Regions from separate parts of the Mus musculus genome. Here region 1 is linked to region 2. A link is a contact called in public Hi-C data. All regions are on one chromosome and are shown on one strand. The core of a region is the stretch at or near the end of the contact, and the rest is flanking DNA. Distances in the headings are between cores, read along the strand shown.

Region 1 (7,663 bases), core at 4,473-6,972, 71 kb before region 2:
TTTTATTTTTACTTATTCACTTTACATCCTACTCACTATCCCCATCCCAGTTACCCCTCCCACAATCCCCCCCTAACCCCCCTTCTCCTCTGAGTGGGTGGAGCTTCCCTGGGTATCCCCTCCCCACACACCCTGGCACATCATTTTAACCTCTATTGTGGTAGTTCTGCCTTAGCCTTGTGAGTGCTGGGAAAGGCATGTAGTACTACATACAGATAAACCAGGCCTTTTTATTCTTAAATGTAGCTATTCATGTCTCTCAACAAGCCTGCATGTGAGGCAAGCTGAGGTCTGTGTGAGAGCACATGTGTCTTCAGAGAACTAGGCAGAAAAGCTGGTGTTCTGAAGGGAGGACTGAAGTTTTGCTAGGCCAGATTGGACCGTCAGAATAACAAGCACCGTTTGTTCTGATGTTTGGCAAACTTTAAAGTCCTTGTGCTCATCTTAAACTATAGAGCAGCTCACGGTACAGTGCAGAACAGTTTATATTACACGGGGCTAGTAGACACATTCTAACAGGGATACATTGAAGGACCCACCCTGAATGCTGGCTCACTCTGCAACTGAGGGTGACCCTGGTCTTTTTGTTCCTCCTGCATCCAATTTCCCAGTCCTGGGATTACAGGTGGAAACAGCAACATTTGCCTTTGGATTCGATTTTTTTTTTTAAATGTTAGTTGTTTGTTTGTTTGTTTTAATGTCTGGCTTTTTCTGGGGAGACCTGAAAAAGCATCTCTTCACCCCAGATAGGACTCAAAAGTCAGAAACAATCCCACCCAAGTGCAGCTTTCGAACCAGTGACTTTATTGGGGTCACTTACAGAGTCACGGGTGCCTGACTCAATGGCAGCTTCATAACGATGAACCCTCTCCAGGCACGAAAACTGACTGGAGGAGTAGGCAGCTTGGATGTGCAGGAGAATCCTCTCCAGCAAAGGTTGCAGGTTGCCACTGCTTTCACACGCTTGAGGGGGACCTTGTAAACCTGTAAATTTCTGAGATTCCTTTGTCCCTCTAGGAGGGCAGGCTTCTGTTTCAAGGAAATGGCTACATAATACTATGAAGCTGCTCTAATGCTTCAGCCCCTTCCTGTCCTACCCATGACCCACACATAAGGAGGCTGTAAAAAAAATGTATACATGTATGTGTATGTATTACACACATATATTTCAGAGGACAAAGCATTTAATTCTGCAGGTTCTGTTACTTAGCCCTCAATTTTCTCCTGTTCCAGTTTATCGGTTAATTTTCTGTTGTTGTAATAAGTCAACATGACCAAAGCATCTTAGAGAAGAAAGAGTTTATTTATGCTTATGGTTCCAAAGGGATGAAGTCCATCACTGCAGGGAGACCTAAAGTAAGCAGCAGGAGCAGGAAGCAGACAGGGCAAGTCTTTGAAAATAAGCACAAAATACAGAAAGAGAGCAGGAAGTGGAATGAAGCTATGTAAACTCAAAGCCCACCTCCAGGGACATACTTCCTCCATCAGGGCTGTACTACTCAAACCTTCCTAAACAGAGCCACTGACTAGGAAGCAGGTATTCAAATACCCAAGCCTATGTGAGACAGTTTTTTTTTTTTCACACAAATCATTATAACAAGTAAGTCTATTAATAGCTATGTGTTTGTTCTATGATTTAAGGAACCTGTGGTGGGTAGTTTTGATTGTCGATTTGACACAATCCAGAATCACCTGGGAAGAAAATTTCAGTGGGAGATTCTGTCCATTAGGTTAGCTTGTAGCCATATCTGTAGAGTGTTACCTTGATTGCTAATTGAGATAGTAAGACCTGCCCACTTAGGGTGGTACCATTCCCTAGGCAGAGGTCCTGAATTGGTTAAGAGTGGAGAAGTAGAGGTGGGCATAAGTATGGGCGCACTGATTTCCTCCTTCCTCTTTTGGCTGTGCATGTCACTGGCCTTCTCCAGCTTCCATTCCTGTTACTTCCATGCAAAGACGGACAATAACTTGAGCTAAAACAATTTCTGCCCATTTTATCAAAGTAACAGAAACCCAATTTAAGGCAGAACCAAAATCCTGTCTGAATAAAAGTAAATCCTCTTAAGAGGAGGAGTGTGTAAAGATGGTATCACTCATTACCACTGTAGGATAAAGTGCTGGGTTAAGATTTATTATAGGCCCTCCAAGAGTCAACCACAGATCTAGGGACAGTAAAGACAGGTCTCAGAGACATTAAACTTTTATCATTCTTTCACTGGGAGTGTTACATAAGAGGATTCCCTTTGGGCCTGAGGCTTGTTATCTGTGCACTGAAGGTACTGGATAAGAATGATGGCTTTTTAAATCTCTGAAGATTTACCTTGTTTTCTACTGGGAAAGCTAAAGGCCATGACCAAGAATCTCCTGACTTATTTAGTCAGATACTTGGATTTTTTGCTTGTTTATTTTTTAAACAGGATCTTGCTATCTAGCCAAGGCTGGCCTGGCAGTCCTCCTGCCTGAGTTCTGGGATTTGGGCATTATGTCTGGCTTTGCAATGGTTCTTTTGAAGAGAGCTTCCATGGGTGGAATATTAAAAATTAATAGTTCTGAAAGTAGCCTATTAGAAGACTTTTTCAAAAAATTTAAAAGAAGTATAATCTTTACTGCTTTCAGTATTTTGTAATTTGACCCCATTTTCTCTGTTTACAGTGGTCCCTGAGGAGACATTTTAACAGAGGAGAGAGAGAGAGATGCTGGGTCCAGACCTTCCATAATCATGGAGTTATAGGATAAGGGTAGGAAGAGCATGTAGGGGTATGGAAACCCAACAGACTGAGGACACATAAGAGTCTGCATCATTATTGTTGGGAGAAATTTCTCTCTGAGAAGTTTAATTTTCACTTCAGAAAAGTCATCATCTCTAGGAAGTGCTTTCTTGGCTCCCATGACTGAACACTTTTCAGAGCGATGTTCGGTCTTCAGTAATTCTCCTGACTACATCTCAGCAAGCAAAACAGAGCTAAGAAAAATCACATTCTATATGGTACATTCTGTATGGTACATCAGGAAGGAGTTGTAAATACAAAACAATCGTGTGCTCTGCTTCCTTTCCTAGCCCTAGAAGACTATTTTCTGGAGTCTTTCCAGAACGTCTCTTTTGACAACGTTGAGGAAGATTTTAGAGCACTCTTTTAAACAGTCTTAAAAATGTTAGGAAGTACAACTGACTGGAACTGACCACAGCAGGAAGGGCTGTTGCCTGGTGTTATTTCTCTAACTCTCAGGCACTGTTTCTTCTGGGACTAGAGGAAGAACAGGAAAGTTTAGAAGCTGTGTGATCAAGCCACAGTGCTTGATGCTTGAGAAAAAAGTCCCCTTCCTCCTCCACTGAACTCAGAATACCTAGTGTCAGAATGGATGTCTAGGGTTGCAAAGCAGGGCGCTCGAAGGTGGAGGCTTGGAGTGGAGCTCTGGGCCTGTGGACCTCAGGATCTCAGCATTGGTTCTGACTGCCAGTCTGGGCTGAGGCACCACATCCATTTTCTTATTAACAGAGGGACATTGGCAAAGCAGGTGTAGATTCACAGAGAGTAGACGGATGGAAAACGAAATCGCTAACAGTGATGGTGTGGATGAGGGGTGTCTCTGACCGCCCGGCCCGTGGCTGAGCTCTTAGACCGGACTGTCGAAAAGGGTCGTAAAACTTTAAGGGATTCTAGACAGAGGAAATGGGTTGTTGGGGGCTGTGAGGTTTATAACATAGCCCTGCTTCCTCCTGGTGTGCCAAGGTAGGAGAAAGTCACCTCAAGCTCCAGAAGACACATCTGTGGGCCGCTACTATCTGTGCCTTCATCACCACGATGAACCGTATCCCTTTTAAACTAAGAGCCCAAATAAATCCCTCCTTAAGTTGTTTCTGTAGGGTAAGTTGTTGCAGTAGCAGGAAAAGGCACTAGCAGATAGCTAGCTTGGACACTGAGGCTCGGTAAAATGCATTTGGCCATGGCATGCCAAAAGCTCTCTGACACTTCTCAGCCTTGTTTGAGACTTCTAGTTAAGAAGTAGTCTCAGATGCAGGCATTTGGTAGACTTGAGTTTTGTTACTGCTACTGTGTAATCAAGAGACTTTTTTGTGTTCATATTGATATTTTTATTTATATATACATCATAAGAATTCACATGTCCAGCAAGGTCTCCTGATGCTCGTGTTGCTTCAATCAGGAGGAACAGAACAAGCATGAAGTATGTGGTTGGAATGATGGATGGGATTGGGACTTAGAAACAGTCTTACTCCAGCCACTAGGGTCCCAAGACATGACCCAAAATGTCTGTGATCTGTCAATCCTTTTATAAAGGAAACATAATAGAGAAGGGACCTGAGGTGGCTCAGGCCGCATTCTGTCTGCACACACAGAATCTATAAAATGGGCACTCTGTTTGCAGAGACATTCAGAAGATTTTCTGTGTGTAAATGCTGTGTAATTTTTACCTCAACATGCCTAGATTACTGCCAATTGTTTCTATCAGTCTTAACTTTCTCCTTGAATAAGAGGAGGCACAGTGTGAACTTTCCTATAATATAGAGACTTTCTTTCTTTAAAAATATATTTAAGTGTGTGTGTGTGTGTGTGTGTGTGTGTACATACTAAGGGGCTATGGAGGCCAGAGATATTTTATCTCCTGGAGCTGGAGTTGCCTGGTGTGAATGCTGGGAGCTGAACTCTGGCTCTCACAACATGTGCTCTTAACTGCTGAACTACCTCTCTAACAGCCTAGTGCAGATAATTTTCAAGAAGATAGGCTATTGTGCTGGAGAAACAAACTCCAAAGTGCAGAATATTTGTATTTTTAGGTAGTACAAGCTGTCACGTTGTGTGTAGACCCTGTAGTGCATATGGAAGGGCTACTACTCTGACGAGGCCTGCTGAAAAATCCACAGCCAGGCATTGAGAGAAGAGTGTCATTGCATGAAGACCAGAAGTGAGAGAGTCTGAAAAGATGGGCCTGTGCCCCAGGTAGCCATGCCGCTTGCTTCTGTAGTGCCTCTAGTCAGTGGGCCTAAATGGGAAGATCACTTGAAATTATTTGTATTGACTTAGGGCTAGATAAGAGACCAAAACTTTAAAACACAAAGCTGCTTTAATTAAAATAAGAGGACCACAACTGTTTGAGGGTCAGAAGGAAAAGAGGAAGAGAAGGCCTCTATAATAAAGGTTTAATCTGCTCTCCCCACATAGCATCTGCTTAATGGGAAAAGTGTAGCTCTTCTAAGTAAAGACAATAAATCTGATTAGGGATCTATCTGCCTGGAACCGTGATTGTACTCTGACCTCTGGCAGCGGGATTTGTCCTTTCAGGGAGCTTTGCCACATCCTATGTGTACACTGGGTGACTAATATTTATTATAGAGCCATGTGATGGGATGGTGAACAAAGGTTGTCCCTAGCCACCTTTTGTCCATCACCACTGTGGCTTCTCTTGTGGCATGTGATGTTCTTGGGAACCTGGCACAGTTTTTGAGGCAGCCATGGGTGCTATTTTATAAATACAGCTCAGACCTCCTGGGTATGTATGGTGGCAGCTTATCAAACCTATTGCGTACACACCATGCCACTTGTGCGTAAAAGGGTTCTCTCAACAAGTCCCCTGGCATCGTGGCTGTGTGTTGATTAGCTGTGGGTGATGTCATGTTGATGTTGACTCTGTTGAAGGCGGGCAAGCATGTTAGTGTGATGTATGTGGCCATGATGTGCTAGGAAATGGAGAAACCATGGTGTACTCATTTACTATTACCCAATGATGTGGCAACTCATCCAAGCACACAACAACTGCTGGTCATTTGTGACTTACAGCTTTCCAAAGTTCCTGTTTGCCCTGTTGCTTACTCTTGGACCATCTCCATAAGTTTAGCATATGAACCCTACTGTCAACAACATAGGCATTTTTTTTCACAAATTTAGCACAATCTCCTACCCACAATTTGCAAACACTTATGTCTGGATAGTCTTAAGATAATGTGGCAATATATATATATATATATATATATATATATATATATATATATATATGTGTGTGTGTGTGTGAGATGTGTGTGTATGCACATATATGTATACACATTATATATATATGTGTATGCCCATAATGTATATGTATGTATACACTGCTTAATTCCCATTAAGATATATATATGTGTGTATATACATATACATATGCATATACACACATATAATACATACACATACATATATATACACACACATATATACACACTCACTCACACATACACATATATACACACACATGTGTATATATATGTGTGTGTGTATATATGTACATACATATATATATGTATATTTGAATTGTCAGGTCCTAACTCATATACATAAAGAAGAATAAGGAAGAGATGTATCATTGTTTGTCTCCTGTTCCAAGAGTTGTAAGAAGATTAGATTACTCTGGCATTTCTAGAGAGGTAGGAAAATGTTCAGTGAAAAGGCCTCAATCAACATTTTAATCACTAATGCAATTGACCACGACAACAATCTGTGTGAGATAGAATGGCCCAAAGGGTTTCAGGAGAAACCAATTCTACTAAAGTATCCTAATTTTTAATGCTTTAAACTTATTACGATTTAAACTTGTTCTATGTAAAATGTACTCCAGAAATGGTCAAAAGAAAAACAGTAATATTTTCCTAATCACTTTATTGTAATTTGAAGTTGGCTGTTTATTAAAAAGCTATGGATTTAAAAGTTAGCTTTAAGAATCCAAGGGCCAGGCTGGCAAGATGGCTCAGGGGTTAAGAGCACTGATTGCTTTTCTCAAGGTCCTGAGTTCAAATCCCAGCAACCACGTGGTGGCTCACAACCACCTGTAATGGGATCTGACGCCCTCTTCTGGTGCGTCTGAAGCAGTTTCAGTGTACTTATGTACAATAATAAATACATCTTTGGGACAGAGCGAGCAGGGACTGAGGGGTCAGAGTTGACCAGAGCGAGCGGGGTTGACTGGAGCGAGCAGAGGTCTTAAATACAATTCCCAACAACCACATGAAGGCTCACAGTACAGCTATAGTATACTCATATACATAAAATAAATAAATAAATCTTAAAAAAAAAGAAGACTCCAAGGGTCATCCTGAGGTAGCATTCAGTTTTAGACATTTAATGCCTTTGTATTTTTTATGTGTCATCTATATGACCAGCCTAGCAAATGTTTGTTGGTGCTGATGAGAGCTGGTTCACATGCTTTTTGTATGCTAATTAGAAGCATCTGGGCATCAGATGCTTTTTCAAGGCTAATTTTTGTAGCATTAACAACTTGGGCTCATGGGGTTTTGAGAGGCCACATGATTCGCAGTATTCAGCATAACTCAGTGAAGCTTTGCTGGAAACTTCAAAAAGGATTGTTTCTATAATACCACATTCATTTTGTCTTCTACTTAAAAAAACACTTAGTTTTATTTATGTGTGTGTGTGTGTGTGTGCAAGAGCACGTGGACATATGGTATGCATGAGCATGTATATATCTGTGTAAGTGGAAGCACACATGTGTGTATGATAGTATGTGCACCTGTGCACATAAATGGGCAGAAGGGTGCATTGTGTTTGTTCCTTTATTAATCTCCACCTATTTCTTTGAGGTGGGGCCTTTCTCTGAAGCCAGGGCTCAAATCTCAGCCAGGCTCATATCCAGCAAGCCACAGCAAGCCTCCTGTCTC
Region 2 (6,844 bases), core at 3,174-5,673:
TAAAGAAAACATCATGTTCTCATATCAATTAAGTAAAGCAGAGTGTTGACTGTTTAAGCTGCAGCCAGATATAGTGAGTGACCAAGCCTTGTAACCCCAGCACTGGGGAGGCTGAGGGAGGACAATTATTGTGAGTTCAAGGCCAGCATAGGTTATATGTTGTCTTAGTCAAAGTTCTGTTGCTGTGAAAAGACACCATGACCATGGCAACTCTCATAATGGAAAGCACTCACTTGGAGTTGGCTTATGTTTAGAGGTTTAGTCTGTTGTCATCACAGTGGGGTGGATGGTGGCATGCAGGCAGACATGGTGCTGGAGAAGGAGCCCAGAGTTCTACATCTTGATTGGCCGGCAGCAGGAAGAGAGAGACAATGGGCTTGCCTTGAGTATCTGAAACCTCAAAGTGCATCCCCATTGACACAGGTCCTCTAAAAAGCCACACCCACTCCAACAAGGCCACACCTCCTAGTACTCCCACTCCCTGAGGACCAAACATTCAACTCTGTGCGTCTATGGGGGCCATTTTTATTCAAACCACCACAATAGTGAAACCCTATCTCAAAATCCAAAACTAAACCACAAAGTTGAATTTAAGTGCTAGGAACATAGCTGATTTTTTTAAGTCTTTTTTTTTCCTTTAAACTTATTGCACAGGAAAATATCTAATTTGCTTCAATGTTTTAAATTCTGTAAAATTTACCTGCTCTTATTTGTTAATAATGTCCCCAAATGAACCAACTTCCTGAATTTTTTCCAAAGAAACTTCACGATGTGCATGCCCCTATTTTGCATTTGATTCGTGAGTTCCTGACCAGTGGAAGATAAGCACCATAATTGGGTGCATGAGGAATACCACCACATTCTCTGTCCCTCCCTCCCCATGGAGGCAGGAGTCACTTACAGATCACAATGCCCTTGTCCCTGACTTCAGTGTTAGCCCTCCAGGCCACCACCAGGAGCCCACAGTAACCCCCTGTTTCCCTTGATGGAGCAGCCATCACCTCTTTCTTGGTGTCTGGCTTCTAGCTGCTTGTACCTTGCTTTTCTTTCTCACGCTGCTTGAGGAAAGGAAATCTGGGAATAAAAAAAAAAAAAACTACTCAAAGTGAAAACTACATCCCTGAATGGTTTCTCAAACATAAAGGCTGAGAAATTACAACTATTAAGTTGACATTGTCAGAAGTTTTTAGTGAGCAGGCCTGCAGGGGTTGGAATGGAACTAGAACCTGTGTTTTTCCCTGATGCTTGTCGGACTCTGGGCTTTATCAGACAGGATGAAGACAATGTTCCTGGGGTTTGACACTTGTAAAAACACCCCTCCATCATCCTGGCTATGCCTGGCAGCCTGCCAAGGCAGGAACAAGGCCAGATTTAGCAGGTCCTTCAGCACCATGACCGTGGTTGACATGATCAACTGATGTAGAACAGGGAACCCTTCCCCTAACCCTCACCACACACCCCCTCCCCCATAAATGCTGCCTCCCAAAGCCCAAAGCCTGGAGTAACTCATGCTCTTGATCCTGTCTGTGGTGGCTTGTCAGCAGTTGCCAGTCACTTGTGTATGGCTACAAAGCAGCTTTGCAGGCCTCCTGACTTGGATGCTGTTCTCACACACAATTCTCAAGCCTTAATCGTTTTCCTGGGCTTAGTCTTTTGTCTGTTTTGCTCTGAATCTCAATGGCATTCTTAGTTCTCATGTTTTAAACACTTGATTCCCCAGTTTGTGGGGGCTGCTTTGAAGGCTGTAGACTCCTGAGGAGATGCTAGACTAGATGGGCCACCAGGGGCAGGCCCGTGAAATTTATATCCTCTTGTGGCTCTAGTCCTGAACTCTGCTTCCTGGACAATGGTCAGGTGAAGAGCTGCCCGTGCATTCCCCTTGTAGTGATGGATTCAAGTCTCTCTTTAACGATGAATCAAAGTAAAATTTCTTCTCTTGACTTGTCCCGTGACCTGAGGCAGCAATGGATAAGTAGTTAATACGCTGTCCTCAGTACTGAGCTTAAGAAGATGTCAACTATTCTGGGCATTATGGGCCACCAACTGTCTTAGCTTTTTGAACACTCAAATAAGCACCCAAGTAAGCTGGTTTCTAAGATCACATAACAAGGCATAGTTGAAGAAACCTTTTGGAAGAGGGAAAAGGCCGAGTTTTCTGCCTCTCAAAATGTAGTCTTAGGTGTATACTAAAGAGGCCGGAGTCAGGCAGGACAGGCCCTGGTGCTGAGCCGCCCTCTAAGGATGAGCCCAGTTTGCTGCATTCATGCCTCACTGCACCCAGGGACCTGCTTTTTGTCAGATGCCCTGTGACTAAAGGTTTGCAAAACTCAGCTGCTCAGGCTATAGAGCTGGGGGCCTCCCCTGCCTGCTATGTATTTACAAGCGATATGAATATACTTTCATGAAAAGATCAACACACAGATTAAATGCGACACCCTGCTCTGTGAGCGGTAGTCTGGATCTCTGCCACAGTGGCCCACGTAATCTCCCCTTTTAACTCTTTCTGAGGACCCAGTGTGGGCTCCCCAGGTCTTGTTCGGCCCTTCTCCACTGGCTATGTTTGCTTTGCTTCCAGGGTTTGGTTACTCTACAAATTGCTGGAATAAACACGTGTTTTAGCTGACGTATGTGACAATTTCTCCATGGTAGATAACTGGAACGAGAACAATTGGATTTACAGAGATTTTGAAAATGTATACCGCTGGATTGTCCGGTGTGGTAGCACCAGTGGTAACAACCATGCTCCCACGGATATTCTGCTGTTGAATGGGTGATTTTACGCGTGTTGGGGCATGTAGACTTTTCTCGTTGCTTCTCTTTACCCTATGTTCATGTTTCAGTTATGTTGCCTTTTCTCTAACAGTTTGCAGACTTTTTTTAAAAAATGACGCTAAAAATGGTGGTACCTATAAAATTCTAGTGCTCAGAAGACTGACGTAGATTGGGCCACACAGGGAGCCAGCTTGGATTATACAGTAAGACTCTACCTCAAGTGGAAAAAAAAATGGTCTTAATAACACATGTATTCATCACTTAGCTTCAGTATTATTGAGTCCTGGACAGTACAGACTCCCATCCACTTGTATCTCATACAACTATTATTTTGAAGAAAATTCCCATGTACCATTCACACATAAACATAAAAAGAATTTTTATAATATCAACAAATATTTCCTTCATTAACTCTTATTTTTTTTAAAAAAGATAATTAATATTATCAAATATCCAGACAGTTAAATTCATTTGCCTCCATTTTTTTTTTACCAGAATCAGTGTGCAATGGAGTCTTTAATTCTAATTGGATAAAAAGCCATAGACAGACGAATGATGGGTAGATAGATGAATAGATGGATGGACAGACAGACAGATGGCAGGCAGATTCTCTCCTCTGTCACACTGGAGAATTCTGATTGTTCTTCTCATGAGGTTTTCTTGAGCCTTGATCTGGTGGCTGTATCTGATGGTGTCATTTAACGCGTTCCTTTCCTCTCAAACGTTTGGTCAGATCCAAGGCTGGACAAGAATCAGGCTTGATATTTTGTCCAGAACACTTGAACTGCTATGTTTTAGACCTCCAGCAAGGCCACATGATTTTCCTGTCTCTCCATGACGTTACCACGCACCCCCCACCCATGTCATTGGGCCTACTTTGGGAAACAGAAAATTATATAGTAATTTAAAATAACGGAAGTTTAATATACAGAATTATTAAAATAATAGCTGTGGAGGTGTAAAGTTGCTTCTGAAGGGCACCCTATATCTGAGGGAGAATAGCAAAGAAAAACAACCCTGAAATAGGGGCTCTCCCTAAGGCCGGACTTTTGACATTGTTGAAGGCAAAAGCTTGAGTGAGGCACAATAGCCAGTAGCTGGGGACACTAGGCTATCTGGTAGGTGCATGTTCATACTTGCCATGCAAGAAGGGAAGGATGCAAAAGGTACAGGCGAGCTGAGGCTATGGCTGTTTACCTACCATACACAAATAGGAAGTGTAAGGACTCGTGTGAAGCATTCACACTTGGAGGGCTTTAAGAAACAAAGTCCTGCTGCCTTGTCAGCCAGCTGTAGATGGAAAGTGGTCAGGAGGTCTGTGTAAAACTGGTACGTTACAAGGGTGAAGGCAAGGGGTCTCTGAGTCCAGGCAGAGGATCCGGGAGAAGGACTGTACACTGTAGCGATCTTGATGGCACATGGCCTGGCTGATGAGCCTACATGTGCACTGCTGGAGGTCAGACACCAGGAGTAAAACCAAGTGAAAAGCCCCTTGTTCCTGTAGTGTCTCTTTAGCGCCCTCTACTGATGAAGCGTCAAATCATGCGCGTTGGGAAGGAGAAGTGTTTCGAATTCCTTCAATGAATGACCCCAGAGCACTGAAACGGTGGACTTAGGGTTTAAAGGCAGTAAATTAGTAACTGATATAACGGTCACTGTTAACTTTCATTGTTTCTTTGGAGGCTGCAAAACGGTGGTAATTTGGTTTTATTGATCTCCCTGTATTTGCTGGATGCTTGTACGGGGAGAACTTTCCCACGTCCTCTTGAGTACCCCAGGCACCGTGTATACAAGCACCAGGCTCCTTCCCTGTTGCCAGTTGTTTTTGTTTGTTTGGGTTTTTTGTTTTGTTTTTTTGTTTGTCTGTTTGTTTGTTTTTTAACATGTCTTCTTTCTCCATCCAGGCCTAGATTCGTGTAAAAGCTATTTTCTACCGACCACATCTTTCTGGGTGAGTCTTGGTTCTGCCCACAAAGCCCCTTAACGGGGTGTATGGAGATAGAGCTGTTTGCTCCCACCTCATGTCACCCTCACCTAATGAACCTAATGAAATGGGTATCCGCTCAGGGAAAGGAAAGACGACTTCCAAGTCTCCCAGCTGGTGATGGGAGGAAATGGGGTTAGAAGACAGGCTGTTTGACTCTGAGCTGAGTCTGGGAAGACCTTATATTCAGCTTGTTTCTCCTGGGATAACTTCAAGCTCGGGTCTCCTGGGTCTTCATCTCTTCTCTATTTGCTTTTGAATTTCAAGGTCATGGCTCTTAGCATCATTGTTGAGAACTCCCAGTTTCTCTCCCAGGTTGGTCACACACTCCAGTGGGGTGGGATCTTTATGGAGGGGCCGGTGCACGCTGATTAACTTCTGCTTTTTGTCTTGTCTCACATGGGTGGGCAGGTGCTTCTGCCCTCTCCAGGTTTTTGTCCCTTCCTCTGTCTCCTCCTCCACACAGAAGAGAATGGGAACTTCTCAGGGGATGGTGAGAGAGAAACAGTAACTGCTGACCCTGGTAGTGACTTGAAGACGGACTGATTCTCCTCCCTGCTCCATTTCCAGAAGCCATGATCCAGCTGTGAAGGCCCAGTCACTCCAACTACGTGGGCCGCTGAAAATCCAGTTTCAACCTGCTTCTCTTTCCCTCTCTTCTCCAGTTCAACCCCATCCTTCAAAAACTCACCTAATTCCTCTGGGAATTAGTCTCTTCCCCCAGGGTCACCAATTCTGCTTGCTAATCTCCTGCACCCCTCTGATCCCCTTCTTGCTTTCCTTCCTCCTACCCAGGCTTTCCTGGCAAAGGCCAACAAAATAACAAAGACTAGGGAATAAGTAAACAGCAGCCTCCCCTCGCTTGGGAGTCCCTGGAAGCGCTTCCTTCATTCACACCGATGAGCCTCGGGATTTCAAAGTGCCTGGCACTGCTTCAAGGCCAGTTACAGCGGCCACGGAGTCATTGTATTGAGATGAAGGTGGATCCAGGCGGTTTCTATTTTTAGGTTCGATTGTTTCTGGAAAAGGTTGCACATCACATAATAGGAAATCCCAAGAGTGTGAAGACTGTTTCCTGCCAGTGGAAGCCTTGTTGTGGTTGGCTGTTCTGACCATAGAGACACTGAGGTAAGCGGACAAGGGTGGAGGGTAAGGTCCGGCTGTGCTGGGGACAGACAGGAAGGTGAAGTATGGAGTCAGGGAAAGTGAGATTGCAATTGTCAGGAGATGTAGAGCTGTGAGAGAAAGCAGAGCAGTTGTAAGAGGATGAAACCGTCACGTCTTCCTCAGAGTCTGCCAGGGCGGGGTCAGCTAGCACAAATTATTGTCAACTGGGTCTGTGCTATTTGTCACTAAAAATTATCCTGCGTAACTGAGTATGTAAATGATTATGCTGGAAGCTGATAATGATAACTGGAAGCTGATAATGACATCAGCCCACAGATGTCAAGATGTAGGTAATAAATATCCTTTCCTCATTACAGAATTCCGGGAATGAGGGCCAGGGATATAGGCCCTGGTATTGGACTTGTCAGAATGTGTGAAGCGCTGGGCTCCACCTTCCACATCCCATGAGCCACGTGTGTGGCCTCTCAGGCAGGCATCATTCAAAGGTCCCTGCAGGTGGGATGCATTGGCTTCTTTTTCTGTCTTGCTCGGTTTTGTGACATTGACTCCCACCTTACCTCTGGTTCAGAGCCACCACTTGGCCTTTGGTGTTACAGAACAGTACCATACGTTGGCAATAAACCAGGATCCATCACACCATCCCCTGCAGATAGTATTGTCCTAGGAACACAACCGTGGCTCAGTTTTCTGGCAAATCTCCGTCCTCCCTGAGGACTACTTCTCTTTCTGAGCTCTACTGACATGTGGCCATAATCACTGGAAAGGAGCCAATTTCCAGCATATTGAACATTCCCTAGGAAGTAGGTATTTGTTTTAGGGGACAGGACACTTATGTTACTAGAGGTTTGTAGGTGTCTACAGGACCAACATACTTTAGAGTACCATCTTGGGTTCCTATCCTGTGCCTCAGGTTCCACTCTTTATCAGAACTTTTATATCCCCACAATAGGAGTATCAGGG

The links. Hi-C and Micro-C count contacts between places; a contact is called where the count stands out from the background.
Region 1: a Hi-C map of liver shows a contact between it and region 2, with 4 times the contacts expected there. The contact joins the enhancer-like site here to the promoter of 1700007F19Rik in region 2. A contact is called at or near these places in 12 of 484 Hi-C or Micro-C datasets (the AML12 cell line, the HL-1 cell line, Sertoli cells and 6 more).

What each region holds. Positions count from the first base shown.
Region 1 is chr3:58,233,075-58,240,737 of GRCm38.p6, reverse strand. No RefSeq gene overlaps it. Among named protein-coding and RNA genes, the nearest start is that of Gm40057, 25 kb to the right of the region's middle. Within about 2 kb of position 5,722, at least 18 of the 459 cell types and tissues checked have an H3K27ac peak or open chromatin away from gene starts, as enhancers often do. A contact at or near this core is called in the AML12 cell line, the HL-1 cell line, liver and 1 more, where this site is marked.
Region 2 is chr3:58,161,386-58,168,229 of GRCm38.p6, reverse strand. 1700007F19Rik (RIKEN cDNA 1700007F19 gene) reads left to right here and starts at 4,423. Exons shown (of 6, transcript NR_040538.1): 1 at 4,423-4,468; 2 at 4,677-4,723; 3 at 5,764-5,884. It overlaps Gm40056 (a long non-coding RNA gene), which reads right to left. Exons shown (of 6, transcript XR_003954487.1): 5 at 3,974-5,991; 6 at 1,168-1,953.